2 separate regions of the Mus musculus genome follow, and region 1 is linked to region 2. The links are chromatin contacts, called in public HiChIP or PLAC-seq maps. All regions are on one chromosome and are shown on one strand. The core of a region is the stretch at or near the end of the contact, and the rest is flanking DNA. Distances in the headings are between cores, read along the strand shown. Region 1 has its middle 77 kb from the start of Gm41389. Region 2 overlaps Ano6 (anoctamin 6).

Region 1 (3,998 bases), core at 231-2,730, 180 kb before region 2:
GGGGCCACCTACATGTGAAAGAAAACACATCCCAGAAGGAAATGGTCCTCACCAGTCACCCCAGGATGGTTTTCCACTGTTTATCCTCTGATGTTCCACATAGTCCAAGGCTCTATGCGAGGCCTGTGCTATTCCCCTCTGCTCAGGAATGTGACACCATAGGTCCCTATTGTGAGAACTGTCACCTGTTGCAGGATTTTCCCTGTCCAATCACATTAGGGCAGTGGGAGGCCTGTGATTGGACAGGGAAAAGGGAGGAAGAGCTAAGAGACCCAGAGAGAAGGAGCATCTTAGAGTAGGGGGGAACCAAGATGGCTGGGGATGTGAACCCACGTGATGTTTTCCAGCCACAAGTAGCTATGATTTCACAAGGTTAGAAATATTGGGATAAAGCTTTTACCATTATCAATTGGCTCTGAAATTATTGAATTGGCATCTTGTAAACTGTGATATTGTTGATATATAAATCTGATTGGTTAATTAAGCTTTAAGAGTCTTGATTCTACCGAGTTACTGGGTCTTGTGATATGCAACCTCGAGGTTGGTGGTTCCATTTAGTTACTGGAATGTGGGATCCCTGATTACATGAGTTTATGGCTAAGGAAGAACTAGCGGTGCCAGGGACAAGCACCTGATCATAGCAGTGTGGACCAGGGTGGCCGGAGAGTTGGTGGGCTGGCAGGAGTGCAGGAGTGCAGTCTGGCTCATGGAGAGTTGCTAGGTTCATTTTTTAATATTACTCACAACAATCACCAAACTCTCCATTGAATCAGATAGGCTAAACTCAAAGAGCACCACAGAGAGAGCTGAGCAGCAGAGTCCTCACCAGGGCAAAGATTAGATTCTTGTTCTCATTCTCCACCCCTGAAACCTCCCTTAGACTCCCAATTTCTCTGTTGAGTTCACATGCCTAATGGCTTGATACACACTTTTGGAAGATCCACTTGGCAGCTATCAGAATCCCTCCCCTGTGACTCAGGGTGGAAGCTAGCCAAAACTAAAGCTCCTCAATATTTGCCCTACACACCTAACAACGCCCACCCCCTCTGCATTGTTAGCAATGTGAAATCCAACCAAATAATAACAATGTAAGACTATCGACCCACAGCCTGCTATAGCAAGGAAGTCAACCGCCATCACCTCTATTTGAGCAGACACTCGCAAACTTTGAGAGGTGTGGGAAAGTTGTGCAGAAAACGAGGAAGCAACAGGTGTGTCGTGACTGGAGGCTGTTGACAGGGAAGCGACTGGCAGCTGCTGGAACCTGGTGTACTGTAGAGTTGGGTGAGGACACATGCGTTGCATTCCCTGATTTCTAGGTTGCAACTGGAGACAAAAGTTGGGGTGGATGTCAGTTACTAGTCAAGTCCTGGCAATATCAGGTTGGTTGTTACAAAAGTTCCTGTTTGTCTACTTGGAATGTCACTGGAGATGGTGTACGTCTGGCTTAGAGCCACCTGGGCTGGCTAGTGTAGATAAAAGCTTGTGTTCTGTGCAGGCTATGAGTCAGAGTCCTTTTCTGATCATGATCGGGCCACTGTCTCTTGTCTATTCAGCCTCTAGATAATTAGAGTAAATAGGGGATATACCCCTATTTTTTTTAAAGTACTTCCAGAGATAAACATTTATAAATCTGATATTTAAATCCTCTCAACTTGATAAGGAGGAAATGAAGTGAAATGAATTTATCAAGATATTTTTAATAGGATGTTTTATCTACATATACTGGAGTTGCTGTTTTCATACACACATCCAGGGCGCTATGGCCCAGCCCTCCCAATCCCTAGTAACATCTTTGCAGCCGTTAGGTAGGCTTCCTCTCGCTCCCCAGCTTTCCTTGTGAGAATAAACTTTTCTTTCTGTGCCTGCTTTTTTTTTAAAAAAAAATCTTTCATTTATATTTTTGTGTGTTTGTGTGTGTGTGTCTATGTCTGTGTGTGTAGCTGCAGTGCCACATGGTTGTGGCCCACCATGTGAGTGCTAACATTTGAACCTCCACCTTCTGCAAGAGCAGCAAGTGCCCCTAACCAATGAGCCATCTCCTCTGAACTTCTCTGTGTCTGTCTCATTTCATTTAACACAAGGTCGCCCCATTTTATCTATTTTGCTAGAAATTAGAGAACTTCATTTTTTTTTCATGCCTGAGTTATATACTCCATTGTGTATGTTTGATACATCTTACTTATCCATTTGTTTGTTATGGACACTTAGATTGATTCCAGGCCTTGGCTATTTAAACGGTCTTGGAGTAATCATGTGAGATGAGCTGGATCATTTAGCAGCTAAGAGTGTGCGTGTACGTGTGTGTGTTCACTTTTCATCAAGTATACTCATTGTACACTGGTATTGTACTATGTACTGACATTTGTATATATTGTATGTGAACACAATCTGCTTCATACTGCCTCTACTTCCCCCACCCCCACTTCCACGAGAACTCTTATTTCCCCAGATGGTTTTGCTATTTTCATATTGTCACCATCTAGGAGTCTTACCAGTTCATTTTCTCAATGCGTTATAGAATTAAAAGGCAGGAAAAATCCTGAGTGTGGTGGGTAGCTGTGGAGAAATCTCACACACCGTGAACAGAAGAAGACAGAATCCATAGTTAGGAACATGCAGCGGGCATGTGGGAAAGAAAAGAAAAAAAGACCCTTGGCAAAGCAGAGGTGGAAGGGGACTCTTATCTCTTCTCACGGACTGGGGTTCTTAAAGTCTAGGAAGGGTCTTCTCCTAATTTATCCTTGTCCAGTTTGAAGAAAGATTGAATGGTTGATTGGCCCACAGCTGTTGTGTCAAGAGTCTTGATGCAGTCTTGAACTCCAGTCCATAAGCAGGGGCTTACTAATGGATGGAAAAGCCTACAATGTCTTGGTTTTAAGCTGTCTGGCTTTTGTCTCAGGCCAAGAAGGAGCCACCATTTTGAAAGCTTTATCCCCTAGCTACACCCCTCTCCTGTCTGTCTGCCTACCAGGGAGCACATTCTAACTCCTAGTGTCTCAATATCATATAAGCATGCATGGTGTTCCATGTCTATGTGACATCCGGAACCGCTATGAGGGAGCACAGATGTCTGTTGTTCTAAGACCGTCTTGATTAGCTCAGCTGCTTAGCACCAGTTGGATCCAGTTATCCAGTTGGATTATCACCAGTTGAATAGCTTTCTTCTTGATGGCTAAGAGATTCTATTATACACATATGTACCATTTATTAATCCATTACTGTTCTAGTTTCTCTGTGTTATGTTGGCCTTAATCCTTTACAATAAATACTCGGGAGTGGTATGTATAGCTGAGCATATAGTGGTTTTGTTAATGTTTTTAGTTAAATTTGCCTTTTTTTTTTGAGAGACCTTCATATTGATTTCAACAGTGACTGGATTAGTTCCCAGAATAGTGTATAAGGTGCTCATATGTCCAGATCCTCCTGAATATTTGTTGTTATATATTTTGTAATGATTGCCATTCTACCTCGGGTAAGGTGCAATATCACTGTAATATCCCCCATGGAGGACACTCACATATTTTCCTATGTTTACTGGCCATTTGTGTCTCATCTTTTGAGAAACATCTGTTCATTCATTTGTTAATTAGATTGTTTGGTTTCCTGGGCAGTTCTTTTTAGTTCTTTGTATAGTCTAGATATTAATCATGTCAGCTTTTTAGCTAATACAGATTACCTCTAATTCTGTAAGCTGTCTCTTAAGTTGATTAAGAGACTGGGTTTTTTTTTTTCATTATTTGTTTTGTTTTGTTTTGTTTTGCTGAGTCGAAGCTTGTATTTCATGAGGTCCTGCTGGTCATTCGTTGCTGCTCATTCCTGAGCGAACGGGGCCTTATTCAGAACGTCCTGCACATGTCTTTCTCTTGAAGTGTTTTCTCTGCTCTCTCAGTTTCAGAGTTTTAGATCCTCCACTTGGGTCTTTAATCCATCTGGATTTGAGTTTTGTATGGTGTGAGCTATGGGGATCTAGCTGTATTTTGTTCTTCTACACTTGG
Region 2 (3,804 bases), core at 1,033-3,532:
CAGGTGCTTCTGGGCATGCATGACCTTATAAGGGGAGAGGAAGTTTAACCTGGCCACCAGTCTATAAGAACACACTACCAAGACACACATGCCTAGGGCAGGGGAGAGCAATCCTACTCCTGCCCATCTCAGGCCCCATCCCTGGCCCCACCGAGGGTAAAATATAAATCTTCGAAAGGAAGGGGGCTGAAATCCTTTGGAACCACTTGACCTGCCAATGGGCCGGTTCTTGTAAACACTGATTTCCAGCTCTGCAGCAGTACATTCAGGAGTGAGAAGAGTTCTGACACTCTCAAAGGTATTTTCCGAATTGGCAAACCTTTATTACTTGCGGAATATTTAACAGACCAAAATCAAAAAGACAGACCGCAATCCAAAGAAATAAATATCTCAGAAGGATTACTCAAAACCAAACAGAGTACAACCTAAAACTATCTTTGAATATTTCATGAGCGTGACGAGATGGGGAACCGCCCTGAGGGACAGCACTCTCACAGACAATGTGTGTGTGTGTTTTTTTAAATTATGCATATTGGGGTTCTGCTTCTTTGATATGGAAACTGAGTTCTGGTTCAAACTGCATTATTGTATTTACAAGGCCTCTCAGGTCTATGACACACAGCAGTTGGGACAATCCTCCACATCAGCCTGCAATTACGTGCTTCGATGCAGGTTAACATCTACGCTGTTGTTTATCTGCCTCAGAAGTCCTCCATGGTGCCGCAGGCAGAGACACTGGTGATTGTTAGAGGAGGTGAGGGCCTGAGAGGCGGGATGCGCCACGTCAAGGCTGCCAGCTGACTAGAGGAACAGCTTTCACTCCAGCAACACTTTCCACTTCAGAAGACTCTGGGGGCTCAGGTGACCTGCAGTGAATTGTAAGTTTGACACAATAGCAATCTGAGGTAACACCTTGTCTCAGCTCTGTGTGAGGCTCACCCTCCATAGTCCTTCAGGCCAATTGTCTTAGATAGGGTTTTGCTGCTGTGAACAGACACCATGACCATGGCAAGTCTTATAAAGGACAACATATAATTGGGGCTGGCTTACAGGTTCAGAGGTTCCATCCATTATCATCAAGGTGAGTACATGGCAGCATTTAGGCAGACATGGGGCTGGAGGAGGTGAGAGTTCTACATCTTCATCTGAGGGCTGCTAGAGGAAGACTCACTTCCGGCAGCTAGGACTAGGGTACTAAAACCCACACCCACAGTTGACACACCTCCAACAAGACCACATCTACTCCAACAAGGCCACACCTCCTAGTAGTCATGCCAAGCATATACAAACCCATCACACCAATTAACTCCAAACCCCTACTTTAATTTTGATTTCCTAAAAAGCTCCTGCTTTCACGCATTCTTCATCCTCCCATGTAGTCTTTTAAACACAAAAGAAAATAGAGTCTTGTGCCTGTATATGTTTCTTAAGGAAGAGGCAAGACTATGACACAGAAGTAGAGTCACCCTGTACTTCAGCTCCCTCATCTATCAAAGTGATGTCCTCCCAACTTCATACGCTTGTCCTAAGAAGACATGTTTGCCCTAACTGAGCCACAAGGTCACCCAATGAAGCCAGGTCCGATCCTACTAACGTCAGGAAAGGAAGTGACCTCATACCAGTCTTAATCTACTGTTGGCTTTTTCCTCTTGTTAATTCATTACACTATCTACCTAGCTTTCTACTCAGGGAGAGTGCAGCAGAATTGTCGAGCCGACCAAGTAAATTTAATAGAGATAAGATAATACACATTTAAAAATAAAATCTAAGCTGGGCCTGGTGGCATAGACCAGCAACCCTAGCACTCAAAATGATACAGGAGGATGGGGAATTTAAGGTCAGTCTACAACACATAGAAAATTTGAGACCAGATTGGGCTACATGAGACCCCTGTCTCAAACAAACAAATTGAAATAAAATTACTAAGATGCCAGGATACTAGCTACTCAAGCAGTTATACCGCTCTTGTTTGTTTATGCATGCAACATAACATAGGGGGGGAGGGGGGGATGGAGACTAACTGTATCCTCCCCAACTTCATAACATGAAATCCTGTCTGTCAACCCGATGCTATTCCCTGGGGGCTCTGGAAGGTAATTAGGGTTAGATGAGGTCATGAAGGTAAGGCTCACCACGGGATCAATGTTCACCTGAGACAGAAGTGGCCATTGCAAGCCTAGGTGAGAGATCATGGCAGAAATGCTGCACTCTCCACTCACATCCCCAGTGCTTTTGGAACACAAGCTTCAGACTTGGGCTAAAGGACAGACTTCCTTATAAAGACAGAACTGAGCCAGGTGACGTCATCTAGTCTGCAATCATGCCAACCACTGCCTTGTTTACTTTTAAGTATTCTTAAGCAAACAAGTCTATATTTGGGAGATCACCAAGTGCTTAATTAACTTATAAGCACCAACTCCCCAAACCTACCATGACTACCTGTCTATCCACCTCCATATTAGCACAGGCCCCTTCTCGGCTTCTCCTCAAAGGCCAAGGACATCATCTCCACTGCTCTCGCCTTCCCGTGGCAATGTTTGCTTTGACTTGAGTTCTCAAATATAGAAGTATTTCAAGCACTCTATTGACCCAGGTTAGAAAAATCCTGAAGAACTCCAAGAGGATTAATATGGGAAAGTGCGAGAAACCCCAAAACCACAAAACAAACTTCCCCTGGGTTTCAGTCACTCGCTGGTTTCAAAGAAGGTTGCTGGTGAATGGTCCCGATCAGAATCATTTACTGCAGAAGGTAAATGAATATATTCATTTTAATTCATTCCTACTACAACATTAAGAACAGTGAGCCCCAGTATTCACTGAATGAAGTCACCAGAGGAATAAAAATTAACTAAAGATGTACTGTGTGCCTACACTCAGACAGACTTAGGAATTCATTGCTTCACGCTAATTTCCCTCTTGGTATTTCCAGGCCCTAGCTCTGTTACACAGGTAATGCTTATCAGCAGTATTAGTGCAGCATGTGCTATCACCGTCAATGCAATGATCTTGGGCCTTCCTTTTTACTAGAATGTCAATCTAACTTCTGCAATCCCACCCAAGAGGGTCTATGGAAAATTATAATTAACAGATTTATTCTATAAGCAGTATAATTAGCTGAGAGCCCATTCAATGAATGGCTATAGTTAAGGTATTTTATATATCACAGTAGTTTCATTTGAAATCAGAAGATTTACATTATTGGGCCAATATAAATAGCCAGTAGCCCCAGGTTCTATGCCAAGCCATGGGCATAGACTATCTCATTTTACCTTCATAGCAGGAAATACAAAAGGCTCTGAAGAACCAACAGCTTGCTAAGGTTGGAAAGTCAGTGTGTAGCAGGGTCATTACTTTATTCAGAGATTTCAACATCCGAAAAATCTCCTAATGAGTCTTTCCCGCTGCTGTGTACTAGACAGAAATCTGAAAAACATTTGCCAGGAGGACAATAAAAAAAAGCAGATTAATGCCAGGAAGGTATTTTCTATAAAAGAGCCACCAACAATAATAACTCAAGGAGGAAGGAGGAAAAAAAATCAATTTAAACTTTGTTTTTAATATGACAAATCAATGAAAAAAATGTTATGCTTTTGATTTTTATATTAAAAAACCAAACAGTATATTAAAAATTACATGGCCGTAGATTAAAATTGCAGATGACATCACTACAAGATACCACAAAGCTTCAAAAGAAATCGTCTCATTTCCAACTGAATAAGAAGTATTACCCTTTCCAACTGTGGCTGAGGTAGTTCTACTGCTGGTGTGTAGGAATACTGACTGACACCTGCCCACAAAGGTGGT

Evidence for each region. HiChIP or PLAC-seq counts read pairs in DNA pulled down with a chosen protein or histone mark.
Region 1: a contact with region 2 is called in a FOXA1 HiChIP or PLAC-seq map of pancreatic cancer cells. The contact joins two enhancer-like sites. A contact is called at or near these places in 1 of 115 datasets of contacts at active chromatin or transcription factors (pancreatic cancer cells) and 1 of 9 other capture datasets (liver).

What each region holds. Positions count from the first base shown.
Region 1 is chr15:95,987,168-95,991,165 of GRCm38.p6, reverse strand. No RefSeq gene overlaps it. Among named protein-coding and RNA genes, the nearest start is that of Gm41389, 77 kb to the right of the region's middle. Within about 2 kb of position 1,480, at least 14 of the 459 cell types and tissues checked have an H3K27ac peak or open chromatin away from gene starts, as enhancers often do. A contact at or near this core is called in pancreatic cancer cells, where this site is marked.
Region 2 is chr15:95,809,144-95,812,947 of GRCm38.p6, reverse strand. The region is part of intron 1 of Ano6 (anoctamin 6); the gene reads right to left. Among named protein-coding and RNA genes, the nearest start is that of A130051J06Rik, 6.6 kb to the right of the region's middle. Within about 2 kb of position 2,282, at least 17 of the 459 cell types and tissues checked have an H3K27ac peak or open chromatin away from gene starts, as enhancers often do. A contact at or near this core is called in pancreatic cancer cells, where this site is marked.